Linked DNA regions of Drosophila melanogaster: region 2 is linked to region 1. The links are chromatin contacts, called in public Hi-C maps. All regions are on one chromosome and are shown on one strand. Each heading gives the region's core, a stretch centred on a gene start, on an enhancer-like site or on the middle of the called end of the contact. The rest is flanking DNA. Distances are from core to core; before and after follow the strand shown.

Region 1 (4,146 bases), core at 854-3,353:
CTTCACATCGAAGGCTACCTCAAAGCTGACAATGGCGAAATCCACTTCATCGGAGAAACTCGATGGCACCAATAAGCCTTGGGCAGCTTCGCATTCGGTTAGCATTTGGTTGAAGAACTCCTCGTTGAAACACTCCCTGTGCACATAAACAGAGACACCGGCGAAGTAGTCCAGCTTATCGAAATCAATGGATAGAGTGCTGGCACTGAGATCCGGCAATTGCAAACCCTCAGCGGGTGGTTTTGGATTGGCTACCGAGACTCGCTGGCGTATATCCATTTGGGTGGAACTTGCCGCTGGTTGAAGGAGACTAACATCTGCCGGTGGCAGTTGTGCCACTGCTCCTTGATCCTGTGAGTACTGATCCAGCAGCGTATGATCCGGCTCCTCGTGCTCCTGTTCCTGCACGGGATCCGGTTCCTGATCGAAAAGCTTCTTCTTGATGGGCAATGTTGGCTGCTTGAAGCTGTGGTTCATGGAGCGCAGTGTTCGCTTGCTGGCAGGAGAGGCAACGTCTGGTTCTCGATTCTGTGGCATCGACACACGATGCACCAACTCACTGACCACGCGACCAGCTCGAATGCTCTCCAGCAGCCAATCTAGGCGCACCACATGAACTGAACCCATGAGACCATCGCGCTGCCACTGTCGGTATTCGGCGTCATCCAGTTGGCCCACAATGATGTGTGAGATGCCCTCATTGGCCTCATCGTAGCGGGTCGCTCCGCCCGTATTCAGCACTCTGTTTAGCTTCTCACGCTCCTCTGAGCGGAAGCCACTCAAATACACACAGCAGCCATCCAGAAAGGCGCCCGCTTTTTTCGCCTGACGCGGTTCAATCTCGGCCAGCACCTGCTGGTAGTTGCGGCCACTGCTAGTCGCCTGCTTGAGCAGCTGCTTGGCGGGCGAACTGCTGCCCACACTGCTGACGGATTCGTTGACGGTACTAAGATCGCTGCACATGCGACGCGAGCCGGAGACGAAGCTGATACGTGAGAGATCCGAGAGGTGCGTTTGATCTGCACCGGGAGCTGCGCCCGGACGAGTGGTCTTGGTGGGTGTGGACGACGTCTTGCCAGGCCGCACCTCATAGTCCTTTGTGGGCAGAGCGTAGCCGCGATTGCAGCTATCGAAGATCCATTCCGGCAGCAAGACATCCTTCTTGTAGCGTATGGCTGCCTTATACTTCTCGGTGTCCGTTTTTGTTTGCTCGGTGATGACGATGTCCACCACCTGGGAGCGAAAGGCACGATGATAGATGCCTCCATTATCGTTGACCAGCCGCATAACTTGATCCTTGCGCGCCACATCCAATCCACTGCACGTGATATTCGCACCAAAGAAAATGGGCAGGCGATACTTATCGAAATCAGGATCCGTGGCCATGATGCCCTCGCGCTGGCTGCGACGACTCTGATCCCAGACGTACTGCACCCAGTCGACGTGCATTACGGGTACTCCGTTCAGCGTTGCCTGCTCGTACTTGCTGGACTTGATGGTGTTCGAAATGAGGTGGGTGGTGCGATGCCCGAAGCTTTGAAAGTATATGCCGCCCATCCAGTTTATGAGCCTGCTCAATTCCTCTTTCTTCTGTGGTGTTATGCCCGTGGCCGAGACCTGCAGATCCCGCATGGCCGTGCTGTAGATGGCACTGCTGCCCTCGGGAATGGGTTCATTGCGCCGCAGGCAGGTGATGAGGCACGGTGGCCCCAGAATTAGTGCTCGCGTCTGCTGCAATTGCTCGAAGAATTCGCCCTCGAACTGGGTCAGCACAAAGACGTCCTTCTTGGTAAGGTTACCGGCTGCGATCAGGGGATATCCTTCGCTTGGCTTTATTTGCCGGATCTGCGTTTCCGCCAACTGTTGGCCCAGTAGCTCCCGCGCCGCCTCGAATTGCTGCAGTGTGTCGGCCTCCTGGACGCCACCGTCGCCCGGCTTCAGATTGTTCACGAAGTACGCGCAGATGGTCTCGTCCATGCTCATGCTTATGCTCATGATGGCGGTTGCGAGTGTGTTCTCTGCTCCGTGATGCGCTGCAAAATTGCCGTGATTTTCGCACTGCACTTTTTTTCGCGTACGCTATTTTGGCGCCGTTTGTTATTGCCTTCAAACCGTTGGCAACGCTGGCTTGTGATTAGTTGGCAACTACGAGTTGAGCTATGTGGCAACGCCGACGGCGAATTAAAAAATAATGTGTATGGGTAATTTTAATTATTTATCTCTAAGATGTAAGGATTTTTTATTTACTTTTTATCAAATAAATAAAATATTTCGAAAATAAGCAGTTATTTATCAGTTTTGGTTTAAGCTATCGATATATTTCATTAAGCGAAATATCGATATCCACGTCGTCGACGGCAGCTCAGCCCTAAAAGAAAGGAAGAAAGAAGAAAGGAAAGGCAAATCAGAAATAATCAAGACATTGACCAACTTGTACTATTGCTAGTTTTGTGGACACAGGATCCAACACTTGAAGGCGACCACAGCTTTCGCACACTCACACACACACAGCGGCCATTTTCCGCCGAACAAGTGAAATGCCAACATGCCATTGTATGTGTGGTGGTGACCAACTGAAATAGAATAATAAACTAAACCAAAGCGAAGAGAAAACGTAGGCCAAGAGCTATATTGGATCTGTGTCACAGTTTTCCATAGCACCAACCTATCAAATGGGCAACTTTGTGAGCAGACAGAACGCGGCGGTGGAGGAGGCCGATCCGAGCACGAACAATGCCTACAAGTATCCACCGAGAATGGGTAACTTCTTTGGCACCCACTTCATCATGGGCGGCGAGCGCTTCGACACGCCCCAACCGGAATCGTACTTGTTTGGCGAGAATGCGGATCTCAATTTCCTGGGCAATCGACCCACAGCCTTTCCGTATCCCCCGCCGCAGGCCAATGAACCGACGAAGACCCTGAAGAGTCTGGTCAACATTCGCAAGGAGTCGGTGCGTTTCGTCAAGACGATGAACGACAAGAAGCTGGGCGGTGTACTCGAGAAGCCCAAGATGAAGGAGATTGATCGGGACTTGGATCTGGACAAGGAGAAGTCCAACGTGACCATCGAGGATGTGGATGGAAATGTGCTCTGCTCGATGGGTTTGGGTGGCGGTGATGCCGATATGACGCCCCCACCGCCGCCCTGCTCTTACAACATCGAGTTTACCTTTGACTCGGACGCCAAGTGCGCCATTACCATTTACTATTTCTGCTCGGAGGATGTCAGTCCCAGCGGCGTGACACTGGTGCCGCGCGAGGGTCTCACCTCGGAGACGTACCACTACGAGAAGGGCATCAATCAGTGCTTCTCGCAGCCGAGCCATGTCTTCAATCCGCAGCAGATGCCCGAGGATGAACTGGGCTATAGTCCCGGCCGTGAACAGTATCCCGTGGCCATTCACTGTGTGGTGGAGGAGGGCAGCGACGAGTGTCGGCAATCGCACACCACCATCTGTGTGATCGATCATCATCCGGAAAACGGCAGCTATGTGCTGCGTGCATTGAAGCAAAAGATCTTTGTGGATGGCTTGTGCTACCTGCTACAGGAGATCTATGGCATCGAGAACAAGGCCGTGAACAAAACGTCTCTGGACGAGGAGATCGACGATCATGGCAGCGAGTGTGTTATTTGCATGAGTGAGACGAGGGATACGCTCATCCTGCCCTGCCGCCATCTCTGTTTGTGCAATTCATGCGCGGATTCGCTGCGCTATCAGGCCAACAATTGTCCCATTTGTCGCGCTCCGTTTCGGGCGTTGCTTCAGATCCGTGCTGTCCAGAAGGGAATTAGCACGCATGTACTGCACCAGAACACGCCCACATCGGCGGCCGGGGAGCCGGCGCCAGTGGATGTTCCGCCAGGCTATATTCCAGTCTCACTAATTGAGGCACTCAACGGACCGCCACAGTATGTGGCCAGGGCTAGGTGAGTTATGGAATGGAATTAACCGATAAATCTTACGTAGCTGATGCCTTTTTTTCCAAAATTCAGGAACAGCGAACACGATGTCACGGACTCAGCTGCCACCGTGGCCGCTTCGACAATGACCAGTGCTGACATCAAGGCCACATCGCCGATCAAGTCCAGCAGCCAGCGTCGACCGAAGATCAAGAAAAACGCTTCGACGTGCACGTCGACCA
Region 2 (4,146 bases), core at 770-3,269, 110 kb before region 1:
TCCATCGCTTCGACAAGTTTAACTCCAAGTACAATCCCATCGGGGAGTCGCGGCTCAGGGAAGTCTTCCTGAAGACGGACAACTATCTGAATGGCAAATACTTTGCACAGATCATAAAGGTGGTTATCAATTCACAACTGAATACGATTATAAACTAATTCTTCCGTTTTTCTTGCCAGGAAGTGGCCTTCGATCTGGAGGAGTCCAAGTACCAGAACGCCGAGCTGCGTCTCTCCATCTATGGCAAGTCGCCGGATGAGTGGTACAAACTGGCCAAGTGGGCCATCGACAATGATGTGTACAGCTCGAACATTCGCTGGCTGATCCAGATACCCCGTCTCTTCGACATCTTCAAGTCGAACAAGATGATGAAGTCATTCCAGGAGATCTTGAACAACATATTCCTGCCGCTCTTCGAGGCGACAGCCCGACCCAGTAAGCATCCCGAGTTGCATCGCTTTCTGCAGTACGTGATCGGATTCGATTCGGTGGACGATGAGTCCAAGCCGGAGAATCCGCTCTTCGACAACGATGTGCCACGTCCGGAGGAGTGGACCTACGAGGAGAATCCGCCCTATGCCTACTATATCTACTATATGTACGCCAACATGACGGTGCTGAACAAGTTTAGACAGTGCGTAGAAGTATATTGATATGTATATATATCATTGATTAACCCACTGTTACCTTTGATACATCAGATCTCGCAATATGAACACCTTTGTGCTGCGGCCCCATTGCGGCGAGGCTGGACCCGTGCAGCATCTGGTTTGCGGCTTCCTCATGGCCGAGAACATCTCCCACGGCCTCCTGTTGCGCAAAGTGCCCGTGCTGCAGTATCTGTATTATCTGACCCAGATTGGCATCGCCATGTCGCCGCTGTCGAACAACTCCCTGTTCCTCAACTATCATCGCAATCCGCTGCCAGAGTATTTGGCCCGTGGCCTCATCATTTCCCTCTCCACGGATGATCCCTTGCAATTCCACTTCACCAAGGTGGGCTAGACAATATATGCTTTAATATTCAGCATTAAATTAACCCATGTCCGCTTTTCAGGAACCCCTCATGGAGGAGTACAGCATTGCGGCACAGGTGTGGAAGCTCAGCTCATGCGACATGTGCGAGCTGGCCAGGAACAGTGTGATGATGAGCGGATTCCCACATGCCGTGAGTTCCAAGCATGCTTTCTGCTTTATGTTCGGACAAATGATTCCAATTCCGATTTCATCCACAGATCAAACAGCAGTGGCTGGGACCCATCTATTACGAGGACGGTATCATGGGCAACGACATCACGCGCACCAATGTGCCAGAGATCCGTGTGGCCTATCGCTATGAGACACTGCTGGACGAGCTGTCCAACATCTTCAAGGTGAACCAGACGTGCTCCATTGCAGACATGAACGCCACATAGTCTGGTCCATGCGGTACATCTGCTCCATCGCGTTGTTGTGGCTTCCTATGCTAACTTAATGCAAATTACGCAGATATATACGCTAGTTATATACATAATTTAAATGTTTCTGTACTAACCAAAATGTAAACGCGGCAGACCAAAACCTTTAAATATACAAAACTTGTACACGAAACTTCCATTCATTCAACTTTTATTTAAAAATAATCATAAGGTAAATAATATATAAATATAAATAATAATATATTTCGAGCTATGGGATCTAAAATTGTAGTTTTGGCTAACCTTTTGGGTTCAAAAGTAAAAATAGTGGATATAAGTTAAAAACTCAAGAAGAGTAATATTAAAATTTCAATGTTTGAAATTTAGACCTCAAATATTTCAAAATCCCGACTTTAAATGGATTAAAATTATTGCAAGCTAAAAAAATAACTAAGTGGAATTGTAATTAAATTTACAATTTTAAATAATAACGTTGCTAGATTAAAAAAAAAAAAACAATGTAATGCAATGCAATATGTATTTGATATTTTAGAGTGGCCCTTTTGAGCTGCAGTATATTTTGTGGTATATTCGCCTGCCTGCCGGACAGTATATTATAAACGTAACCCGCGGCGGTCACACTTAACTGTACGAATTTTTTGATATTCCAATGCAGGCGCACAAAGAAAATGCAGAAAAGCTGATAGAATAAAGGAAAAGCCGACTGACTGATTGCCAACTAGCCGAGCACAGTTAGCTAAGGTCTTTTCCGACCGGGAAAAGCGAGCCAATCGTTGATTTCGGGGCGGCGTCCCCCCCGCAGAGCGAGACAGCAAGTGTGGCGAGGGAGTAGGAGAGACGGAAGAAGAAGACGATAAGGAGGAGGAGCAGGATCTGGTGGATAAATATACATATATCAAAAGACAGAATGACCACCCAGCGGACGCAGACGCAGGCGAGGAATCCCGGCAACTCCGATTCCGACTATGAGACACTGATGCAGCGTCTTCACATCGGTGGGGGAGGTGGTGCTGGTGTTGGAGGAGGGGGCGGCAGTGGTGGCCCTGGAGACGGGGGCGTGGCCATGCGAAGCTACCAGCGCTCACCGGGCGCCATTGAGAACTACCTGCAGGAAAGTCAGCAGCAACAGCAGCAACATCAGATGCAGCAAATGCAGCAACTCCATCACAATCAGGACTATAAGCTGTACGAGCGCGGCAACATCATTGCCGCCTCCAAATACGCCACGCCCCGTCCGGTGGAGCAGATACAGCACACGCACAACGGAAGTGCACAAATCTATGCACCGACCGCACAGATTCTGGGCCAGCGGATTGCACCGCAGAAGCATTCGCCGGTATATGAGAACTTGGAGTTCTACGGTCAATTCGATTCAAACCACAAGAGGGCTCAGCCTCAAAGTCCCGGGAGCAGGCAGAGCGCCATATTGAACGGCTATCTGCTGATGCAGCCCATTCGGGCTGGGCGCTTTGCACACACGCCGGTGCCAGAGAATCAAGGATCTGCATCGTTGGGAACGACCAGAGCAGCAGGAGGACCACCACCACCATCGGGACGTTCTGCTGCTTTGGGTCCAACTGGCGATCTGGAGGAGCATGCTGCGCCCATATACGAGAACATCATTCCACACTCTGGCCAGCGGGCACAGCCACAGGCCTCGCCGGCCACCGCCACCATGTATCAGGAGATGCAGCCCACGTCCAACTCCTCAGGCAGTTCGTCCACCGCCGGTCTGGATCTCAATGCGCTGCTGGCCTCGCCCATGCACCAGCGAAGCATTAGCAGCAACACGGCCAGTTCTAGCTCCTTGGGATCGCCAACGCAACGATATAGGAATCTATCGTTACCTAGCCACCTAAGTCCCGTACCCACCGCGCAGTCGGTGGCCAAACTGCAGCAGCACACGCCCGTTAAGTCGCCCGGCGGCGCCATTAATGTCTCCGTTAATCCTAACTATATAGAGGACATCAATAGCTCTGACTACGTTTGCATGACGGCGAATCTGCACAGGAATACGGCAGCAGGATTGGCTACCGGCAGGGCGGCTGCAACGGGAGCCCCTGCCCAGCGAACTGTCCAGGAACCACCAATAATAACGTCATCACTGGCCATGGGCATGGCCACGGCAGCTCCACCAACCACATCCAATGCACCGACATCAGCAGCAGCGGCACCAGCAGCACCAACATCCACCGCTTCCTTGCGGGCGACGCCCATTGCGATGACGGCTCCTCTGGCGGTGGCCACATCACCCACTCCCTCGCAGGGCAGCACAGGTAAGCGACTGACGATCGTCTGTCCCCAAAATGGCGAATTACTTTAAGTGATGGAATAGATACTGCATCGCTTAGGTGGAGTACATGCTATATATAGTAAAGTGAACAAAAATTCTATCGATCCATTTAAAGATGCATGGTTACTTTACTAAACTAAAGCTATCATTTAAATATGGAATAATAATAAAAAGCACCTTCAACGTACTTTTTATTATACATAAACATGTATTTCGCCTAGCATGCAACATATTATAATATTTCAGTATCTATGTATGCATACTTTTGCCTACATGGATACATTCCATCACTAAACAACCATCAATTCGAGATTGTATTAATCAAACTAATGAATCCAAATGCTTCCCCCATCAAAAATGCTTGCACGCAGCCGTTAATGCTGCCTTGAAACCCAGGAGAGGTATGACGGGCTGAGCTTGGTTTCTCCAAAGGGG

What was found. A called contact is a pair of places that touch in the nucleus more often than the background predicts.
Region 2: a Hi-C map of the S2 cell line shows a contact between it and region 1, with 4 times the contacts expected there. The contact joins the promoter of jub here to the promoter of mus101 in region 1. A contact is called at or near these places in 8 of 107 Hi-C or Micro-C datasets (the D17-c3 cell line, the ML-DmBG3-c2 cell line, the S2 cell line and 2 more) and 1 of 6 datasets of contacts at active chromatin or transcription factors (the S2 cell line).

Annotation. Positions count from the first base shown.
Region 1 is chrX:13,720,203-13,724,348 of dm6, reverse strand. It overlaps mus101 (mutagen-sensitive 101), which reads right to left and starts at 2,103. Exons shown (of 1, transcript NM_080170.4): 1 at 1-2,103. The coding sequence starts at 1,995. Mrgn1 (Mahogunin ring finger 1) reads left to right here and starts at 2,372. Exons shown (of 3, transcript NM_132687.2): 1 at 2,372-3,931; 2 at 3,998-4,146. The coding sequence starts at 2,673.
Region 2 is chrX:13,828,190-13,832,335 of dm6, reverse strand. It overlaps jub (Ajuba LIM protein), which reads left to right and starts at 2,019. Exons shown (of 6, transcript NM_001298303.1): 1 at 2,019-3,694. The coding sequence starts at 2,326. AMPdeam (AMP deaminase) reads left to right here. Exons shown (of 9, transcript NM_001258730.2): 5 at 1-119; 6 at 180-634; 7 at 702-996; 8 at 1,058-1,168; 9 at 1,236-1,595.